Linked DNA regions of Zea mays: region 1 is linked to region 2. Evidence: chromatin contacts called from public Hi-C data. All regions are on one chromosome and are shown on one strand. Each heading gives the region's core, a stretch centred on a gene start, on an enhancer-like site or on the middle of the called end of the contact. The rest is flanking DNA. Distances are from core to core; before and after follow the strand shown. Region 1 holds the start of LOC100280946 (cleavage and polyadenylation specificity factor 5). Region 2 holds the start of LOC542627 (hypersensitive induced reaction 1).

What was found. Hi-C and Micro-C count contacts between places; a contact is called where the count stands out from the background.
Region 1: a Hi-C map of leaf shows a contact between it and region 2, with 6 times the contacts expected there. The contact joins the promoter of LOC100280946 here to the promoter of LOC542627 in region 2. A contact is called at or near these places in 7 of 25 Hi-C or Micro-C datasets (ear, leaf, leaf mesophyll and 2 more).

The regions. Positions count from the first base shown.
Region 1 is chr4:77,563,335-77,568,114 of Zm-B73-REFERENCE-NAM-5.0, forward strand. It overlaps LOC100280946 (cleavage and polyadenylation specificity factor 5), which reads left to right and starts at 2,202. Exons shown (of 7, transcript NM_001165651.1): 1 at 2,202-2,497; 2 at 2,766-2,811; 3 at 2,932-3,025; 4 at 3,198-3,280; 5 at 3,408-3,494; 6 at 3,588-3,698; 7 at 3,785-4,116. The coding sequence starts at 2,316. The coding sequence ends at 3,856.
Region 2 is chr4:77,434,038-77,438,792 of Zm-B73-REFERENCE-NAM-5.0, forward strand. LOC542627 (hypersensitive induced reaction 1) reads left to right here and starts at 2,865. Exons shown (of 6, transcript NM_001112153.2): 1 at 2,865-3,143; 2 at 4,480-4,675. The coding sequence starts at 4,487.

The DNA of each region.
Region 1 (4,780 bases), core at 952-3,451, 130 kb after region 2:
AAAGTTATACTTATTTCTGCTATTATTTGAGCATTGTGTGACGATGTCTAATTATGTAATCGTTGTGTACGTGAATTCCTGATCCTGGCACGTACATGGTTTGCATTCGTTTACCTTCTAAAACCAGGTGTGATATAAGTGGTATCAGAGCCTTGCTGACTGTAAGACCACTAACATAGAGTAGAATCGCCGTTTTAAGGATTATGGACCCTTATTCCCACCTTGATCTTTGTTGTCACTTAGTTATAAAATGATTGTCTTTCTTGCAATACATGTAGAATTTCTCTCCCTTCCTTTGAGATTTTGAATGACCTTTTTAACCATTAGAACTTGAGTATCTATTGTCATTGTTTGATTTATTTTCTATCATACCATGAAGAAACAACGATTCTCCATTGAAAGTAGAACCTTCAAAAGATACCATCTATTTCATCTTTTTCTTAGTATGCAAAGCCTCAGAAATCTCATCCAGCATTAGAGTATCATAACAATATAACAATGTAACTAAATAGTTTACAAAATAACTAGACAAAGATCCCAAAAAAGTAAGATCCAAATCCTTATCATTATAAATTTACATCTATAGCTTGTAGACTAAAACAATCTTCTTGAAGACTGAAAGATGGTTAAGCACATAACCATCCTCTTGGAACTTGTACTTGTATAAGTTATCTTCATATACATCTTACTTGTCAAATTCTTAGACATGCAAATTGGCTCTAACTTAAGCCATAAAGCTAATGCAAATTTTTCTTGCAAATAATCTTACAAAATATTATTTGAAAGATGAAGCTAAATTTGAATTTAGACTTACAATCTTTACTCTTCTCCTCATAGGTCTAATGTTTTTCTTACCAAATTTCATCAAAACCATCATGAACTTTAGCCTGTGTTAGAATAGCCATCATCTTGACTTGCCATAGAGCGAAACTTCTATTGCGATCCAGATGGGGAAGATCATGCTTCATTGACATGCAAAGAAATAACAATAATAATTAGAAGAAAAATATAATGTGCAGAAATATTCAACAATGAACTTGAAACCTTTTGTTAATCAACATAGTAAGACAAGGAAACCTTATTGCTTCCTCGATTTGTATGCACTTAGGATGCCTCCAGTAGCTCGTGGACGTGGATATCATAGTCGTTTCCAACAGCTCACGCAAAGAGGTCATGAGGTGCACATATATTAAGGTTGCGAGTCCACGACAAAAGTAACCGTGTCGCTGGAGCACAATGTTTTGCGCGACCACGTGTGTGTGTGAGTTGTTGGAGGTGTGAACACCAACGATTTCTTAGGTTGTGATCATCAGATCTTGCAAAAGTGTTGTTTTACATTATAAACTGCACTGTTTATATGGCGGAGTTTTAAAATATGATGTGAGATAGGTAAGGCTACTGGAGATAGCCTTACTTACTCACAGTTTCCTTATAAGTGGCCTACTGAAAATAGCCTAAGGTTTTGAAGTTTGATAGAGTGATGTTTGAAATAGTAGCTGTGGTAAGTAAGACCGCCGGGGATAGTCTAAGCGCCATGTACCTGAACCGACTGTGTTATAGAAGTACTATAGTCCTTTAAGTATAGCATTACTATACGTACCAAAATCTAAAATGACTTTTTTTAGAGACGGAGGTAGTAATTGATTATTCTAATTAGTTGCCTTAAATTTAATATTTTTACAAGATTTAGTTAAAGCTTCGAGCCTTCAAGTAAGAAACCTGAGTGCATCTAAATTAGACCTAGAGGTTGGGCATGGTGCTCTGCGACTATGCGAGTGTCTTGTGATTTTTTATAGACTTTAATATTTGTGGACGTTTTTAATATTTGTGGACGTGTGGAGTCGACGGTTTATATGGTTGGACAAAGAAACCGCAAACGGAGACGTTAGCAGCTCAATACGGCCGGTCCAAGTCGTCCAGCGAGTGGTGCAAGACTGAAAGGCCAAAGCGAGGCGCACGGGGGGACCCGCCGGGCCGCCGCCATCAACTCTCTGGCTCCCTCCGCGCCACGCCACGTCGTTCGGGTGGCCACGTTGCCGCGCCGACCGCCAACCTCCCCCGCACCGGACTCTTCTCCACATCGCTCTCCCCCTGAACCCCCAACACTACTCCACAAGACCACAACCCCGAACCCGGCCGGCGGCAGCACAACATGAGAACAGCCCCCCCCCCCCCCCCCCCCCCCCCCCCCCCCCTTCTCGCGCCTCCTACCTCTCTCCAGTCGGTTCCCACGCCTTGCCGCGCTTTACCTCTGCGGCGCACTCCCGTTATCATATAACCCGCGCGCCGGCTCCGGCGAGATTCGACCAAACTCCATGGGGCTCGAGATGGTGGAGGTCATGTCCGAGACTGTTCCTACGGTTGTGCCTGCGGCAGCGAGGGAGAACGGGGTGGATATTTACCCGCTCAGCCGCTACTACTTCGGCGCCAGGGACGCCGCCGGCGTGCCCCGCGGCCTCGAGACCGCCGCTGACCGCGCGCTACGGCTCAAGGCAAAGTGAGTGCCCCGCCTCGCCCGCTCTGTGTCTTCGCAACGCAATTGGCGGTCCCTGATTTCGCTGAATTGAGTAACCTCTAGTAAGTGCTAATAACAGTGAAAAAAAAGAAATATACTAATCCTCGCTGCTGCATCGCCCACTCCATGTCTTAGCAACGTAATTGACGGTCCTGATTCCGCTGGATCGAGTAACCGATAATAGTCGCGACTCGCGATTAAGTGATAATAATAGTGAAAAAAATATTACTAATCCTCGCTGCGTATGCAGCTTCGCGGCGCACGGGCTCCGCACGAGCGTCCACGGCGTCCTCCTGGTACCACCATCTCTGACTCTGCAACTCTGATTTAGCTCTAACAAATTTCAGAGGCCTCGATCGTTCGTAGGAGTACCTCGTATGATCTTATATGGATTTATGCCGCTGGTTTGGCTGCAGGTGGAGCTGTTCGATCACCCGCACGTGCTGCTGCTGCAGGTCCGGAACTCCTCCTTCCTGCTCCCGGGAGGCCGCCTCAGGCCTGGCGAGGAAGGTAGACTACATGCAGACTTTGTGTGTACTTGTGATTTACAATTTGCTAGAATTTGTCCACTGTAACCTGAAACTTCCTGCGCATATGGAAGCTGCTGTTTAGTTGTGTTCAAAATTCCTGCGCACATGCACTGGAGGCTGAGAGTTCTGTTTGTATGCTGATTGCGTTTCAGAGGTCCGAGGGCTCAAGCGCAAGCTCTCCAGCAAGCTCTCCGTTGTCGATGATGTGGAGGCCGTTGAAGAAGAAGACTGGCAGGTAACCATGGTGTTCAGAAATGTTACCAATTGTTCAGTGATGACATATCAACTAGAGTAGATATCACGCCACGTTAGGATGCCTCAAACGTTTCACCCTTCCTTTCACGTTGCCGGTGGTTGACTAGATTGGGCAGTGCATCGGGATGTGGTGGAGATCTGAATTTGAGGCCATCCCGTTTCCCTACATGCCTCCACGATTCCGTGCGGCAAAGGTACAGAGTTGTGGAAAATTCTGCTAGTTAATTTTATCTTCGTCGGCATTGTGCCGATCGACCTGAGCGTGTGAGTCCTGTCTTGCCCTGAAGGAATGCATGAAGCTGTTCCTGATCAGGCTGCCGATGTCCCGGCAGTTCATCGTGCCCAGGAACATGAAGCTCCTGGCCGTGCCTTTGTCCCAGATTCATGGCAATGCTCAGGTATATGTAGGCTCGTGCCACAGTCAGAAGGTTCTATATGTAGTTCAGGGCCAAAACTCCCTCCCTAACGTCGCTCCCATCTGCAGGTTTACGGTCCAATTATAGCCGCCATTCCGAGCCTACTATCCAAGTTCTCCTTCAACGTCATCAGCGACTGAATTGTGGAAACCAACCAGAATGTTGAGGGGTTAGTAGACGCATGCATACTTGGCTAGTTGAAGTCATAGAACAGTGTGCGATACCGATGGGAGCTTGTATTGAGAAGTAGCTCATCTGTTTTTGTTTTTTTTTTTTTTGTGTGTGCATATGTGTATAATGTATCCCCCTCCTGGGCTCTTGCTGATAATGATATGTATGTACTGTATGTGTTTCTCGCGACCTGTGTATGACCGTGTGAGAAGGATTCAGTTCTGTACAATAACTCATTTTGATTTATTTTTGCTCCTACAGTCCTGAACTTGGAACATAATTAGCACACCATTCCATGAAACAGAAGCTACTAAATTCATTTTTCGGGACAGGTCATGTAACCTGCTAACCGCTGAAGGCCACCAACTTGGATTTCGTTGAGATTCCGTTGGGTGAGCCAAATTTACCTGCAGAGGTTAAGTGTGATCCAGATCTTTACACCTCAACATAGATCCACACGTTTGATTAGCTATAGGACAATATGTGATACAGATTATGTGGGTGTTTGAATGGTGTTTGAATGCACTAATAGTTAGTTGGTTAAAAAATTACTGGTGAAATTAGTTAGCTAACAAATACTCCATCCGTTTCGTTTTAATTGTCACTGAATAGTGTAAAATTAAACTATCCAGCGACAACTAAAAAGAAACGAAGGGACTAGATAGCTAACTATTAACTAATTTACTAAAAATAGCTAATAATTGAACTATTTGCTAAGGTGGTTGGATGTCTTTAACTAATTTTAGTCATAAACTATTAGATCTAGTGTATTCAAACACCCCTTATATCTTATGCACTGTGCATGTGACTGCACTTCAACTAAGGCCTAAGAGCAACTCCAATAGTTATGTAAATTTTAGCTCTCTAAATCACAGATTTAAGAAGTTGCTAAA
Region 2 (4,755 bases), core at 1,615-4,114:
ACAGAGGGGGAGAAGAAAGGATGAACAAAGGTAAGATTGTTGTAAGGGAAGAGGAAACAAGAATAGATGAAGGTAAGAGGGGGAGAAGAAAAGAGGAACAACTAGCTACTTAATATAATAGACAGATTATGCTAGTTGCATAATCCATTAAATTAAACAAGACAAGCATGACAAACATGTTAAATTTAGTTAAGTCAATAAATAAACATGGCAAAACATGGACCAAACAGATAGTAATATTGAAAGATATGCAGGTTTTTCAGTTAAGTTCAGTTAAGTTCAGGTCAGTTAAGTTCAGTTAAGCAGATCAGTAATGAAAAGATGCAAGTTTTTTATCCAAAACATGGACCAATCAGATATCCACCAACAATCAGTTATATACTAATATGAAAGTACATCACTGAAAAACTATGCAGGTTTTTCAGTTAAGTTCGGGTCAGTTAAGTTCAGTTAAGCAGATCAGTAATGAAAAGATGCAAGTTTTTCATCCAAACATGGACCAATCAGATATCCACCAACAATCAGTTATATTAATCAGATCTAGAATGAGAACATTTTGCCTAGATCAGCTAATATGAAACTAATCAGCTGCTTTGCTAGAATCAGCTGCTTTGTTTTCAGTTATATTAATCAAAGCAAAGCAGATTGAGAACACAACAATGAAGCAAAGCAAACTGATTAATAAAACTAATCAGTTATATTAATCAAACCCTAATCAGATTAATACAACAATCAGTTTGCTAGAAATAGCTGCTTTCTAGACCAGATCTGATTAACATAAACAAAGCAAAGCAGCTGAAAACAAATCATTGCTAATATGAAACTAATCAGATCTAGAATGAGAAGACAAAGCAGATGAAATCAAACCTGAGAACAGATCGAGAATAGATCAGCTAGGGTTCACTCGCAGCTGAGAACAGATCGAGGTCTTAGGAGAGCGATCAAACCTGAGAAGAGGGAGACCACACATCTAGGGTTCACTCACAGCTGAGAACCGATCGAGGTCGTAGGAGAGCGATCCTTGCGAAGCAAATGAAATCAAATGAGAAGACAAAACAGATGAAAGTAGATGAGCAGCCAAGAAAAGGGCTAACCTCTCGTCGCCGACAGCGAAGTAGATGAACCCGAGAGGCGAGAGTGAAGCAGATCGACAGAGAAGCAGATCGAGCTTGTCCGCGGGCGCGGTGTCGTCACCACAGGGTGAGAGAGATGACGGCGGCGAGGGAGCACGACGGCTGCGAGTGAACCCGAGAGGAGAGAGCGAGAGCGAGAGTCGCGAGAGGAGAGACTGCGAACCCTAGACCGTGACGGCCAGGCTCAATCGCGAAGTGGTTTATCTGCGTTCCAATCGGTCCTGGCCACAATATTGCGTTGGGCTCATCTCAGCCAGGCCCCCAAGCTGGGCCAGGCAACCAAACATGGCGCTGTTGATTCAAATGGGTCTGGCCGTGCACTGGGCCAGGGAACCAAACATATCCTTAGTGGCTCCTCGATAGCAATGGCGACGCGAACCAACGTTATCCGAGTCACATTAGATAACTAATGATCAGAGAAAAACGAACAGGGCTGGCATTTCAACGAACTTGAATCCGTAAGCAGCGTAGGAGTTAGTTAGGCTATCTGCATCCATCCACGTCACACATTCAAATTCGCTCTACGAACATCGTAATATGTGTTTAGGTTCACTATCTCTACTATTTATTAACATAACAAGAGGTTGACTATCATTCTCTGTTTTGTCATTCCCTATTCTGCTATTTTCATTCTGCCATTTTCATTCCCATCGGTGTTTCGTGCCGTGGCAACTCTAGATCGGGTTTCGACTATACCCGTAGGTAGAAATTTATATCCATGACATGCCACATCGGGTTTCGGATATCCATTGGATATGTCAAATAACCATTTTCAACAATTCAATAACATAATTAATCAAATTTCTTCCCAATACATAACAACAAATACATGGCATTCAATAACATAATTAAACAAATATACATGTTATTTAACAAGCAACATTCACAACATAACAACAAATACATGTCTGCATGTCTCAACATGACAACAAATACATGTCTGTTTTTGGCCTTCAGCCTTTTGCCTTATGAAGTTCTAATGATCTGATTATGATCTTAGTGTAGTGTTGAACACTTGAGCTAGCGATGGGAGAGCTAGAGAGGGGAGCACAGAGCAGACACACTGTCACAGAGTATCTAACAACAACAAACATGCTATCTGAGTGAGATGCAAGATGCATCCTTTTACAGGAATACAATAAAGCATACTACTATACTAGCTGAGCGTCGGAGATTTGTACATGTTGCTAAGACAATATGCTAATGCGTAATAGCAGGAGATATGCAAATCAAAGAAAAGAACATTTCGTTTTCTAGTTATAATATTTTATCATAAAGAAATTATATATGGAAAATATATAGGAAATCTCATCACAGAACCAACATACAGTAGCTGTGGCTGATTTTTTTAGTCAATGATAGTAGAATCATGTTCATCCTCGCAAACAACAAAATAGATAAATAGTTAAATCAATGATCAGATTCAATAATAAAAAAATAAGAACATACTAAAGAGTTAATCATGTCTCGACAAAAAAAATTAAAGTATTGATTAATTTCGGATATCCAACGGTTAACCTGTGGGTAAAATTTAATATCCAAATCCATACCACTTTATCTCGGATCAGATATGAATCTAACATATGGGTCAAAAAATATATCTATATCTTAATCTATCGGATCGCATCCAAGGTATATGGAATCCCCGAATTAAATTGTCATCCCTACTTTCTATACAGACGCCACGCCACCTCCTTCCCCTTCGATATTTTTATTTTTTTTTGGTTGGATCTAACGCGACGGCAAAGACGGTGTATCGAAGGGTCGACAATGGTTACGACGATCGGTAGTCCATAGCAGCGGCGGGCGCAACTTCGACCCGGTTTTCTTCCCATATATCTGTCAAATCCTTCTCCGGTTACCCTCCATCGGCAGCAATTTCCGCCATAGATACCGGCGATCGAGGGCCTCGGACAACCCAATCGACGGAGCAGCGCGGCGGCAGGAGAGGGCAAACCCTTTTCTTCTCAGTACTCTACTTGTCTGCGCCTGGATCCCCTCCGCAGGAAGGTAACTGTGCCGCCGCCGCCGCATCCCCCTAGCGTTCTAGCCGTGGAATGATTTCTCTCCTTTTCCTTTTTTCGTGCTTGCTTTCTTGGGGATCTCTCCCCCTCCAGATTATTCTCTACATTGGCGACTGGGGGGCGGTGATTTTGTTAGACATGTTTCTTCCTCGGTATCGACCGCAGCCCTTGTCCTGCGCCGACTAAATGTTAGGCTTCTGTTTACCGTGCGTTGGCCACGGCTTGGAACCACCCTTGGTATCTCCATGGTGGCCGCGTCGATGTGAACGAACAAATCTGGCGTGCGTTGTTTGTCCTGTCGAATCCCGTTGAAGTTTCCAGGTGTTCAAGCCAAACACGCATTATAATGTATTTTTTTCTTGCGGCTTATTATTGGTGACTGGTCACCGTTGGGAAATTTCGACCTGCGCAGAATACATGGATGGTAAGATAACGTTTAATTGTCTTTGGTGGGCAGATTGGATGATTGTGACGTGTTTGATTATCACTAGTCGCTGGATAAAAGCATACTACGGGTCTGTGTATGGAATTGTCGCCCAAATGAATCATTAGCAGCATGCCAGCATGTTGTGGTTTTCGTCGGCTGTGCTGCGGCCAACTTGCAGCATTGGATTTATTGGCTTTCGCTGGCATCTAGATGTAGCCCTCCCCAGATGATTTATTAACCCCCCACGTTCTCTTGCGTCTCCACTTGTCTTTACAAATCGACTATATGTACTGCGCCTCTATTCCCGTAAGACCAAGAAAGACCTGAACCTGATACACCTTGCCTCTCCCCACTAAGCTTGTTTACCACGCTTGTAGGTATTTGTTCTTCTTTTCATCTTGCTAGTTCATACTGCAACTGGCTGTGCTAGTTTGTTATTGTTCTTTTGGTGTCTATCTATTTTGTGCAATTCATTATAAGAAAAGTGTGATTTCTTTGGGCTGTACCATGATGATGTCGAGAATTCAGTAGGTTTAAGGACATGGCTATCTTTATCTATCAGAAATTGTTGCTGAGTTCATGTCACATACTGACATGTGTCTTTGAGCATGATTGTTTGTGATACTGTACCCTTGTGTTCTATGTTGCAATTGGTCCAACCTTCATTACGGACAAGTTAGCCAATCCATGCTATCTACTTATCTAGCATACATTTATCTTTACTCGTTTATTAATTTTATTCCATTTATGCGACCTATTTTTAATAATACATCCAGTGATATTAATTGGAGAGATCACATCAACTGTGAGCCTAAGTCAAGATTCTGCAAATATGTGGAGATTCTATCATTTGTTCTTTAGCATATGACCTGACAAATTTTTTATTCCTTTGTAGATAAGACATGGGTCAAGCACTCGGCTTGATTCAAGTGGATCAATCGACAGTAGCCATCAAGGAAACTTTTGGGAAGTTTGACGAGGTCCTAGAGCCTGGATGCCACTTCTTGCCATGGTGCATAGGGAAGCAAATTGCTGGGTATCTGTCACTGCGTGTGCAGCAGCTTGATGTCCGCTGCGAAACAAAGACAAAGGTTCCCCAATTCTTTCCCTCTCTATAATTTGATAAAATTACCATAAATGGATAAAAATTGTATTTGTAAAATTTTCATTA